Regions from separate parts of the Mus musculus genome. Here region 2 is linked to region 1. A link is a contact called in public Hi-C data. All regions are on one chromosome and are shown on one strand. The core of a region is the stretch at or near the end of the contact, and the rest is flanking DNA. Distances in the headings are between cores, read along the strand shown.

Region 1 (6,176 bases), core at 1,623-4,122:
ATACTGAAGTCTCAAAAGATTACAGTGTTTCAAACATGAGGACTCCCAAGAAACAGCTCAACATTGCCAAATATGCCTCTAAAATCTCTATTCTTCTAAAAGTATCGACCCATTTCTGTTGGTAGCTTAATGGATGTAAAAGTGAGCACGGCCTCATAAAAAGCAATGGGAACGACATCGAAGAATGCATTCAACTTTGCCCAAGTATGCCTAGCAATCATCCTGCACGCCTAGAATTCCTAACCTATTTCTGCTTGCTCTCATAGAGTATAGATACAGAAGGGAGCAGCACCTCCTAAAAACAACTGCAATGTTCACATGCTAAGAAGCTGACATACCAAAAAACTGCAAACTTCACACTAGGATCCTGCCTTGAAAACCTCCCCTCCACTGAGGCTACCTGTGGGTAACTATAAACAAAGAAGTGGGACCCTACACAAAATGCAGTTCTCCTGGTTTCTTACTTGGAGACCTGTAACATTAATCTTTGTTTCTCTAGTCCTCGTTCCAGACTAATACTTCCATTCAAAATTTCAAGATCAAACAGCTAACGCTTTTTCTTTTTAAGCAATATGAATGCATTATAAGCAAAAACAACTGAAAAGGTAGTGGTAGGCAGTGGCAGTGCTGCTCTTCAGCAAGAAGGCAGGACCTAGCCAAAGCAGACTTCTCAGCTGCATCATCATTCAGGCCTGCCATCCAATCAGGACTTAGAGAAAGGTATTTTAGAGAGAAACTTGATAGCACAGTGGAAAACCAGTACCACTTGCCATAAATAGAAGACAAATGAGAGAAAAAAAAAACAATAAAAGCATAATAACCTTATTAAATTTAGCTACTGTTGGGCTGACAAGATGGACCATCAGGTAAACATGACAAATTGAGTTAAATCCCCAGAACCCACATAAATGAATAAGAGAACCGACTCCACAAATCGTCCTCTGACCTCTACACAAATGCCACACACACACCCCATGCCTATGTAAATATTTTTTAATGTTGTCTACCAACGTCTCTAAACTTGATATTTGTTTTCTTTAGAAGAGCAGTGGAGAGGGGTAGGTTGATCCCAGCACACAGAAGGCTATCGGGAAGATCTCGAGTTGAAAGTCAGCCTTGGGCTACATAGTGGGACCCTGTCTCAAAAAAATAAAGAAGGCTGGTAGAAAATCAGGGTGAGACAACTGTCAAAAAATGGGGGCAACTATCAAACTGTGGAGTTCTAAGCATGAGGAAATGAGGGAAGGAATGGTAAAACTTATTTTTTCACTGTCCGACTCCATTCTCGCTAATATCATACCCATATCCCACCTCAAAGTATCCCTCATACAATCTCCAATCACCTCTCTGCTCAGCTTACAGTAAGAACCCAACTCCTTAGGATAGCCTAAATGACCCTTACCATCTGGACCAGCAAACTCCTCTGCTTCCCAATCTCATCCTCTTAGTGCACACGGGCAGCTGCAAGCCAAGGGCCAGGACCACCTCCTCCATCTATTACATCATCAAGTTCTGCCTTCTTCAAAGTACTATCTGATAACACCTGGTTCATTGTACTTAAGAATAGAAAGAAAAAAAAAAAAGCACTAAGCATGAACGGTACTAACATAGCTAAAGCACTTTATGTATCACACTGAACCCGCTAGAAGTGCCCAAACTGGGTAATCTCGCTGTCCAACGTAACCTGTCAACTTGCTAAACGTAAGTACCAGGTAAACGGGAGCATAAAGAGGCTCAGTGGTTTACTACTTAAGAAGCAGAAGCCGGATTCGAACCCAGATGGATAGATACTCTCCCACCAATACCCGCTCCAAAGATTGAAGTTCCATGAAGGCAGGGTCTTGGTCCTGGCAACATCCATCCCCAAGGCGGATCACAGGACCTGGCGCCCATGTTCTGGCGCTCGGAAGCCAAGCTGGCTGGATGAATGGTGGGAGGAATGCGTTCCTTTGTCATCTGGGTTATCTTCCAGAACTCTCTGAGCATCCAGCGCAGAAATCCTCCCGGCCCGAAGAGGAGGAGCCCAAGAAGCGCCCGAGCTCCAAGGCCCCCCGCCCCGGGCTCACCTTGAAGTCGCGGCTGTGTTGCGGGGTGTACTCCAGCGTCCAGAGCGCCCGCACCAGATGCGCCAGCTGCTCGGTGACCTCGCCCTGGCCGTGCGGCCCGCGGCCCGCCGGCTGCTCCGACTCCGGCTCTGGCTCCGGTCGGCCCGCCCGGTACTGGCCCAGAGCCAGGTACTCGGCGAAGAGCTCGGTGTTACTGAGGCACTGCAGCGTGGCGTTCATGAAGCACGTGTTGCCGTGGTTGCGGAGCCCCGCCACGCCGGGCACCGGCTCCGAGGCGCAGGCGGGAGGCGCGGGCGAGGCGGGCGGCGGCGGGCACGGCGGCGGCGTGGGCGCGGAGGCCGGCCCGGGCGGGAAGCAGCTGCGGAGGCCGCCGCGGTCCGGGGCGGCGCCCTCGGAGCTGAGGTGCGAGAGCGTGGACAGCGTCTTGAGGACGCGGCTCATGAAACTGCCCACCGAGCGCGCCGACGACGGCGACGAGGGCGCGGCCGGCCCGGGGCCGCCAGCGCCGCCGCCGCCCCCCGCGCGGCCACTCCGGAACAGCCGCTTGCTGAACGAGCGCTTCTCCTTCCCGCCCGCCGCCACCGGCGGCCCGGGCCCGGGCGCCGTTACCTTGGACATGGCGGCGGTTGCCGACGCTCATCACCGCGCCAGTCCGCCCGGACCGCGACTCCGCCACGGCCGCCGCCGCATCCCGCCGCCTGCGCCTCACCCGGCCCGGGGGGCTTCACGCCCTACACCACCTCAGAGCGCCGCGGAGAGAGCGAGCAAGAGAGCGGCGACCGAGGGGCGCGCGTGCGTCGCGCGGCCGCCCAAGTGGGCAGCTCACGTGACTCGCTGGCATCGCAGCCCCGCCCCGCACTGAAGCTGCGAGGCCGCCATATTGACTGTGGGAACAGCTCTCTCCCTGAACCCTGATTCAAGGACTCCCTCGGCTTAGGGCGTGGTTCTGCGTGTTGAAGCTCAAGACTGGCCATGTTTAGTATGGGCACGGTCCTAAACGTTAGGGCAGGCGCTGGATGGTGGATTTTAGGGGTGGGTCTCTGTCTTTGCTTGTCAAATAGAAAAGATCTAGAGAAAGTACTGAAATCAAGCTGCCACGTACCAGGTGGCAGAGGAGCTGATAGATACAGCTTTGTCTTGTCCCAGGCGGGTTAACTCAGCCTGGCTCCCGAGGGACTGCCGCGTACCCACCCGAACGTGGTCACGGAGCTGGCACATTCTGGTGGGCTTTTCTTTCAGGATGTACCTTGAGGTCTCAGCAAAGTAATATTATTAGAATTGCCTTGCTGAAAAGTTTTGTAAAATACAGCCTTTAAATCCTCTGAGCTCTCCCTTTAATCACTCAATAAACTGAGCATTTGCTCATTCATTCATTCAATCATTCATTCATCCATCCATTCATTCAGTAAATATAGCAACTGAACACTTGCTGTTTGCCAAATACTGTACTAAACTCTAAGGATACGACAAGACTGAAACTAACTGAGTTTCTGCTTGCCTTCCTATAGTGTACACTCTCAGTAGGTATTCATTCATGATTACCTCTGTATTCCACACACTATGCCAATCATGGAATACCTTCCTTGGTTTTCAGTTCAGTGCCTTTGACATCTCATTTAAACCCAAGTTTGGCTCAAAGACTTAACCTTTAAACCAAGGGTCACAGATGCACTACTATCGCAGAGGCTAGATAGGTCATAGCAATGAACAAAGAATCCTGGTGAGGGGTCGGTCATCTGCTGATCAGGTCATACTTCACATATCTTGGGAATACAAGAAATGTTGTGGACAGCGGCAACCTGCTAATTAACATTCTTCTAAAGAGATGGCTTTCGCTCACCTCCAGTCAGTTGTTCCCATGTGAGAATGAGGGCTTAGTGTTGCCAGATCAGCTGATTTTTAGAGAAAAGGTGGAAATTCTATTTTTAAATGTTGGTTCAATTTTTTTTAAAGGAAAAAAAACTGCATGGGAGAACAGCGTGCATTAAGGCTGCCTACTACTCAAAATCCACTGGTTTCTGACCTTCTCTTTGTATGTTCTCTTTGCTAAGAGATGAGCCTGAGCCCTGGTTACTGCAAAAAACAGATAATGGGAAAGAAAGCCCATAACATTTTAAAGATAGAAAGGCCACCCTACACCCATCTCAAAGCAAATAGTTTTGGCCTCTAGATTTCTACTCAATACTAAATATGGTATCCTGTAATGATGCTCTTGGTTTGCTCTGAATAGGCTCAAATCCCCTCCACTTCTACCTCCTAATTAAAACATCCATCTTAGCTGTACCTTGGGCTCCTTGTAGCATCAGAAAGAATGCCACTAGATCACAATAGAAACTGAAGCCTGTGGCCCTCCACCTTTGCACACATGCTTGCTGCTTCTAACGACTTGATCCCAGCTGTGAACCTTTACCCAAGCTGATCCATCTGCTCCAGGTATCTTTCCTTGAACTTCCTCATTTAGTTTGCCTCTCTTCATCTCTAAAATCTTGCCTTCATTAATTGCATCATTTCTGCAGACTCTCTTAGAACCTTTTGGCCATACCATTAACTTGACCCTGTTGGAATTCAACAGACAATGAGTTAGTTGTTTTCTATTGCTGTGAAGTTACCACGACTAAGGCAACTGGTAAGAGAAAGTACTTAATCAGGGGCTTGCTTACAGCTTCAGAGTTAGTCCATCACCATCATTGTGGACAGCAAGTGGGCAGAGATGACGCTGAAGCCGTAACTGAGAGTTTACATCTCACCCAAAGGTTGGAGGCAGAGAGAATGAGAGCAAGAACAAGAATGTGTGTGTGCATGCATGCAAGAGAGGGAGACAGAGACAGAGAGACAGAAAAAGACAGAGACAAAAACAAAGACAGAGCCAGTCTGGGCTTAGTGTGAGCTTTCAAAAACTCAAAGCTCACCCTCAGTGACACACAAGGCAACACTTCCTACTTCTTCCCAAAACCCAAAGCAGTTCCTCTAATTAAGGACCAAGCATTCAGATACATGAGCTTATGGGGTCACCTTCATTCAAGCCACCACAGACTTCAGTAAACTGCAGGCTCGATCTACAAGACCCTCTCCCATTTTACTGTTTCAGGGTACTCAGTTAAGATTGCTTATTTTACAAGAAAACATCTAAATTACATTTGAGTTTCTGGAGGAATATCTGAGAACTGCCTTTCCAAGCTTCTCCTACTAGTTTAGACTTATTGGTCTCTAGGAACACCCAAACCATCCAATCCTGGCTTTTCAAGAACAGGCTTTGAAGAGTCCCTTGTTGGAGCACTAATATGTTGTTGTTGTTGTTGTTGTTGTTCTTCTTCTTCTTCTTCTTCTTCTTCTTCTTCTACTACTACTACTACTACTACTATGATTTTGTTTTATTTATTTATTTATTTATTTATTTATTTATTTATTTATTTATTTATTGGTCAACACAGAGTTTCTCTATGTAGCCCTGGCTGTCCTGGAACTCACTCTGTAGACCAGGCTGGTCTCAAACTCAGAAATCCACCTGCCTCTGCCTCCCAAGTGCTGGGATTAAAGGTGTGTGCCACCACTGCCGGTGATTTTATTTATTTTTATGTGTATAAATATGTTTTGCCTGAATGTATATCTATGCATCATATATGTGCAGTGTACTGGAAGTCTTAATAAACACTGGTGCATTGAGAGAACCTTGGTTCAATTCCCAGCACCCACAGGGCAGCCAATGCCTATGACTCCAGTCTCAGCCCAGTATGTTCATTCTTAAGACTTATCTGAAACATTCCACAATAAATATCACACTGCCCCACCCTTGCACTTGCCAAGGGAAATACAAATGAGAAACAAGAGCACAGTGAGGAGCATCCTTGCCTATGCTCTCATTAATCTTGCAACTATCCTTGGGCTGAAACCCAGGTCAGAGAGTTTGTGCATTTTACATACTGTCAAGTCTATCTCAGGACAGGTTTATCTGGCAAACAATGAGTGGAGAACACAGTTCCCACCGAGGAGATGGTGCTGACTTAACAAAAGCGGGGAGGGGAAGGGGGAGAGGAAGGAGGGGGAATGGGGAGCAGGAGAGGGAGAGAACAAACCAGATGGCCTCCCCATTCTTAGGAGTCACAAGGCCAG
Region 2 (6,176 bases), core at 1,729-4,228, about 17 Mb after region 1:
CTCTATGCTCACCTGACCTCTGCCCTAGGTTCCCGTCCAGCCCCAAGAAGTCCCAAAGTCTGACTCAGGATGGGAGCTTAGACTGAAGTTAGTGCTGGTTTACGGCTACAGGAGTCAAGCAAGTTTCTACAACCCAATCTGCAGTTAGGCCATGACAGTCAGCACTACTTGGAAGTGCACCTACTCCACTCCCGCACCAAAGCCACCGAACTTTCCATGTCTAAGGTTAGATAACATGCACCATCTCTATCCCCTCACCCCTTCCTCAACCCCTATCACCCATCAAGCTCACAGATGCTACTCAACAGCTTCAGCACCCATCTTTCTGGCTAAAAGCCCAGAACCCCACCCCATGCTAAGTTCTCATGCACTCCCTCCTATCAGCCCGCTTACATAGTAGACAGAGATGGCTCAGAGATGGCCTGCTCCTGATGGACTCTGAGCTCCTGTACACAAAGACTAGGTCGGTCTCACTCAACAGACACACAATATTTGTTTCATTAGTTACTAACAGTTGCTATGGAGACCTTAAGATCACAGAAGGCAGGGGCTGGAGCAGAGTGGCTTAAGGTCTCTAAGGAATGACCCACAAGGGTTCTCGGTCTAAGGACAGAACCACATCCTTAGAGAGGAGGACAAACAGACAAGAGAGGAAAAGTGGATAGAGTGGAGGTGGAGAACAAGGCAGGTACCCACCCCATTCCACATTAGAGTAAGCAATCGAAAACGATGGGGCTCGAGATGGCTCAGTGCATGAGAGCACTTGCTTCTCCTCCAGAGGGCCCTAGTTTGGTTCCGAGCACCTATGTCCCGCAGCTCCCTACTGCCTATAACGCCAATGCTACAGGATCCAACACCCTCTTCTGGCCTGGGCATAGATGTGCATATATTTTAAAAAGTTAAATTTGGCCTATGCTGGCTCATTTCATGTCAACTTGACAGGGTGGGGTCATCTGAGAGGAGGGTACCTCAATGGAGAAAATGCCTCCCTCAGATCTACCTGAGGGCAAACCTGTTATTTTCTTAATTGGTAATTGATGGGGAGGAGTCCAGCCTATTATGGGTGGAGCCACCTCTGTCCCGGTGGTTCTGGGATCTGTAAGAAAGCAGGATGAGCAAGCCATGAGGAGCCAGCCAGTAAGCAGCACACTTCCATGACCTGCATCAGCTCCTGCTTCCAGGATCCTGCCATGATGTCCTTCAGTGATGGACTATAATGTGGAAGTGTAAGCCAAATATACTGCCTGCCACTAATTATTAAGGCAGCTACTTACAGTTCTGTCCATTCGGTCTGTCATTCTTCATTAAGAAGCACCCCAGTACACACAGACACACATGTGACAGTGCTGTCTAGCTACATAACTTAAACATGCAGCTACAATTAGGCAGATAGGAATATCGAGATCACTTGGCATTACTTGAGATACCCATGCCTACATGGAGTCTGGATAAACTTAAGTTAAACCCCAGTTCTGCAAGCAGTCTCAGAATGCTTCTTCCCAGGCTTGGAATTCCGTCCTCAGGCTCCTCCCAAAACGTCCTCCCAGAACTATACATATGCTCTTAACTCTCCTGATGCTCTGGAGTGTCATCTGGGTGACATTCCTATATCCTCACTACTCCATGTCTCTTATTCTTCTCCATTACTCTCATACACCCAGACACATGCAGCTCATTTTATCCTCCTACTTAACTCAGAGACAGTTCTTTCAGAAACAACCCTGAGTGCTGCTACTGATGGAAGGCCCTATTTCTTCATGACTTTCTCCAGCTCTTGGCCATAGCCAGCCCTCTCATCAGAGTTCACCCCCTGAAAACAGCTTCCTGCTCTGTCCCGGACCACCTTGCCTCCACTGCTATGACTAGCCTTCCTTGGCCACTTCTGTTCTCCCCACAGCTTCTTGCTGCCCTTTAAACACATTAGCAAGCTTAGGTGTGCTCCGTGCTTGTAAACCCAGCGCCAACGAGGTGGAACCAGACGTATTTCAATTTAGAGACCAGCCTCATGTTACATGGCAAGACCCTAATCAAAGTGTGTGTGTGCAATTGAATTAAAAATAAAACATCGGAAAGAAAAGGTCAGGGTGGCCCAGCCTGTGCACTAGCTGTTCTCATTTCTAGCAGCCGCCCAAGACGTCAGCCTGAGATTCTTTCTTATCTCCTCTAATTGCTCTCCTAAAGATACCAACTGCTCCAATCTCCTTCCCCTGCTTCTGTGTTGTATTTAACTCTAGTCCACTTAACTTTCCCCAGGTTTTTCTTATTGTCTCTTCTCCGCTGAAGAGTAAACTCCACCAGGACAGACACATCACCTCTACACAAGCAGCATCCCAGCCAAGACTGAGAATAGAAAAAGCACTTGCTAAAAGGCAAAACATTTTTGAAGTGGAGAATGCTCTGGTTTGGAACAACTGCCCTCTAGTGGTGCAGTACGCTCACTGCCAACTTCATAGTGATTTCGGATAAGTCAAGCCCACGAACAAATAATTCCTCTTCATGCTAGAAAAACACACCCACAAATAAAGCAAATGTCGAGAACGGTTCCCTAGGGGCTATACTGAGAGCTCAAAGAATCCCTGAAGTAGCACTCTGATGAGATCAGTGCTCAGAAGCTACGATCAAAGATTCTGGGGGCAAGAGAGCCTGGATGATGGGCAAAATTACGCACGCAGGTGCTGGGTTCCAGGTGCTCCGGGGATCAGAGGCCCCGCCTGCCCACGGCCGAGCGCTCTCTATTGGCAGATCCACGGAGGTTCCGCGTTCCCGTTGGCTCAGCTGTAGGAAAGGCCCAGGCCTTCGAGCATCCAGTCCAGCCGGCCGCAGAAGAAAGTCTGAGGCCTTAAGAACGTAGAGGGCGTCGCGTCCTAGCCTTGACACGACTCGAGAAGGCCGCCTCTATCTGCCAGCGGACTAGTCCAAGACACTCCTCTCCTTGGACCGCAGCGGCTACGTAGGTCCAACCTCAAGACAGCTCGCGCAGACGCAGTCGGCGCACGGTGCGCCCCCGGCAGCCCCCGCGGCACTGACCGTCGGAGGAGGCGGAGGGGGATGACGTCATCCGGCGGGGCGACGGGCATTGGGCGCCATTTTGAAAAGGGGAAAAAATTCCCTCCCCGGCGGCGGCGACGGTGGCGGCAGCGGCGGCGGCGGTGGCGGCCGGGGCTGAGCGCTCGGAGCGCCTCGGTCGGCCGCGCTCGGCTGGGCGCGTCCCGCCCGCGCCATGGCAGGTGAGGGCCGTGCGCGAGCGAGCGAGCGGGGCGGGCGGGCGGACTGGACGGTGGTGGGGCGGGGCGGGGCCGGCCTGACGGCGCGCTCTGTTGCAGGAGCTGGAGGCGGCGGCTGCCCGGCGGGCGGCAACGACTTCCAGTGGTGCTTCTCGCAGGTGAAGGGCGCTGTCGACGAGGACGTGGCGGAAGGTGAGGCCCGACCGACACCCCACCCCAACCCCCGAGCCCCGCAAGGTCATGCTCGCTCAGCCGCCGGTCCGGACGCGGCCGCCTTTGCCCGCCTGACCGGCGTTGTCCCGGGAGACCCTCGGCCGGCCAGCGGCTGAAGAGAGGGAGGGGTGTCCGTAGGGAGACGGCTGCGGACGCGGGGCTGGGGAGAGACTGCGGCTGAGTCCCGCTTCGGGGATCTGTTGGGGAGACGGCGGTGGACGCTAGCCTTGGGAGGCTATGGGGATGATGGCCATGACGCCGGCCTCAGGGGTCGGTGGGCACAGATGGCCATGGAGGCCAGCCTCGGGAGGCTATGGGGAGACGACCGTGGACGCCGGCCTCGAGGGTCTGTAAGAAGGTAAGGCCGGGGCAGAGGTATCGAGCCATGTAAGGAAGATGCGGCCACAGGTCTTTGGAGTCTGGGGTGTATAACGATCTTAAATGCATGTCTCACTAGCGTCTGTACGGAGTGAAGAAAAAGGACTGTAGACACTAGGCAGCGACCCCGGGATTCCGCTAGGAGTTGGTACCACGGGGTGAGGTGAGGTCCATTTTTGTGAAAGGAGAGAGATAGGGGGGCATGGCAGTTGATCTTGAGGCCCTGTGGGGTAAATCAGGTCCCAGACACTAATGTGGGAGCCCATGCAATATAAAGGGTCTTTCATCTATCTCCCTGGCACCCGTATAAGGTGGAAGGAGAACCATGCAGGGTTATCAGTCTCCGGGGGCCCATGCTGGACTGGACTCAGGACGGGATGGAGCACCGAGTGCTCTGGATACCCTGTTTGTGGTCGTAGGTGTGCTAGTCTGTCCAGTCCAATCTCTGGCCAGGTAGACGTCGGTCAGCCCTGGATCTCCACCTCTTGTTGTTGAGCAAGAGGAACTTATTTGTCATGGGGTCTCCTGAAGCGCTACAGTAGTGGCGGTTTTCTTTTTTTAACTGAGTAGTGTTTTCTCTTCCCACACTGCTCTTTAAAGTCACTTCTCCAGACTTTGTTTTTTGATGTTGTCCCATCCAGCCAAGTCCTGGGATTTCAAACACACACTGTGTGTGTGTGTGTGTGTGTGTGTGTGTGTGTGTGTGTGTGTGTGTGTGTGGTGAGCATAGGCCTGCCTGTTCGTGCTCCTGCACGTGTGGAGGTTAGAGGACAACTTAGCAGAGTTGGTTCTTTTTACCACGTGAGTCCCAGGGATGGCCATCAGGCTTGACAGCGAATGGCTTTACCTGCTAAGCAGTCTCATCCACCCACTTACAGTTTATTTTTGTTTTTTGAAACAGAATTTCATGTACCTCAGATTGGCCTCAAACTCCCTATATAGCTGAGGCTGGCATTGAACTGTTTGTTTCTGAGACAGGATTTTTCTGTAGAACAGCCCTGGTTTTGTGCACCAGGCTGACCTCCGGGGTTAAAGGCATAAACTGCTGTGCCCAACTTTGGCCTTGAATTCTTGATCCTGCTGCTTCTACTTCCCAAATTCTGAAATTATTGGCAAGCATTGCAATCAAAGCCCAGCTTTCCATAAAACTGTTCCTTATCCTCAAAGCTTCAGTCTGCTGCCTTCTTTCCCCTGATCACAGTTTAAATGTGCCATCATTGTAGGTAGACAGGGAAGTAGGAGAGCGTGAAGACTGTGGGATTTATTCTTAGAGATTTGACATTAGCATTTTATATTAGACTCAAAGCAACTCGTTCAGTGTCTAATAAACCATGGGCTTTCACTTTCTTTTAAAGACGTCTGTTCACTCCACCCACACTCCTCACTAGCAGGCGCTCCTCAGATGTCCTGTCCTGCTTCTTGTTTGCTCCTCCACCCTGTCTCTTCTGGAAGTGTCTGGCTTGACTCATGACCATTGAGAACATCTGGAGGCCTGTGGTCCCAGGGACAAGACCGGAACAGGTCATCTTGGCCTGTGAAACTGCTCTCCAAAAGTTGCAGAGGTGAATGGTTTCAGATTGAAGTCAGGTGACTTTTATGTGGCATAGTTTATTGATTTTGTTTCTTCTGTATTGGCATAAAATGTATTACTGTGTTTCATTTTTCTTGTGCCAGGTAGGTGACAGGTCAGCCTTATTCCTGTGATTCATCCTACTTGTGATAGCAGTGTAGGAAGATTAGGCTGCCTTAATTTTGAGTTTCTATGTGGTTTGGTTTGGTTTTTATTGATCAGTTAAATGAATTTAAACCGACTTTATACTTTGGAAAATACCATTCTTTCCCTTAAAAACCACAACAGAAGTATTTTGTTGCTTGTGTTAAACTGATTAGAACTTTTTGTGGGTTTTTTTTTGTTGTTGTTGTTATTGTATTGTTTTGTTTTACCTGTTTTTGTTTTGTTTTGTTTCAAGATAGGGTTTCTCTGTGTAGCCCTGGCTCTGTAGACCAGGCTGGCCTTGAACTCAGAGATCCTGCCTGCCTCTGCCTTCCTGAGTGCTGGGATTAAAGGCATGTGCCACCACTGCCCAAGCTTTTTGTGGGTTGTTTTTTTTTGGGGGGGGGGGGGGTTTGGTTTTTCGAGACAGGGTTTCTCTGTGTAGTCCTGGCTGTCCTGGAACTCACTCTGTAGACCAGGCTGTCCTGGAACTCAGAAATCCCCCTACCTCTGCCTCCCACCTCCCAAGTGCTAGGATTAAAGGCGTGCGCCACCACCGCACCGGCTCTTTTTGTGGTTTTTTTAAACCTTTTTTAAGTAAAACTTTCAGTGCATTTAAAATTTTAATTTGCAAGTCTTTTGTATGT

What was found. A called contact is a pair of places that touch in the nucleus more often than the background predicts.
Region 2: a contact with region 1 is called in a Hi-C map of CD8 T cells, with 7 times the contacts expected there. The contact joins the promoter of Mapk1ip1 here to the promoter of Usp31 in region 1. A contact is called at or near these places in 2 of 484 Hi-C or Micro-C datasets (CD4 T cells and CD8 T cells).

Annotation. Positions count from the first base shown.
Region 1 is chr7:121,704,570-121,710,745 of GRCm38.p6, forward strand. Usp31 (ubiquitin specific peptidase 31) reads right to left here and starts at 2,873. Exons shown (of 16, transcript NM_001033173.2): 1 at 2,067-2,873. The coding sequence starts at 2,684.
Region 2 is chr7:138,843,289-138,849,464 of GRCm38.p6, forward strand. Mapk1ip1 (mitogen-activated protein kinase 1 interacting protein 1) reads right to left here and starts at 2,979. Exons shown (of 2, transcript NM_001045483.1): 1 at 2,669-2,979. It overlaps Ppp2r2d (protein phosphatase 2, regulatory subunit B, delta), which reads left to right and starts at 3,098. Exons shown (of 9, transcript NM_026391.2): 1 at 3,098-3,227; 2 at 3,324-3,416. The coding sequence starts at 3,221.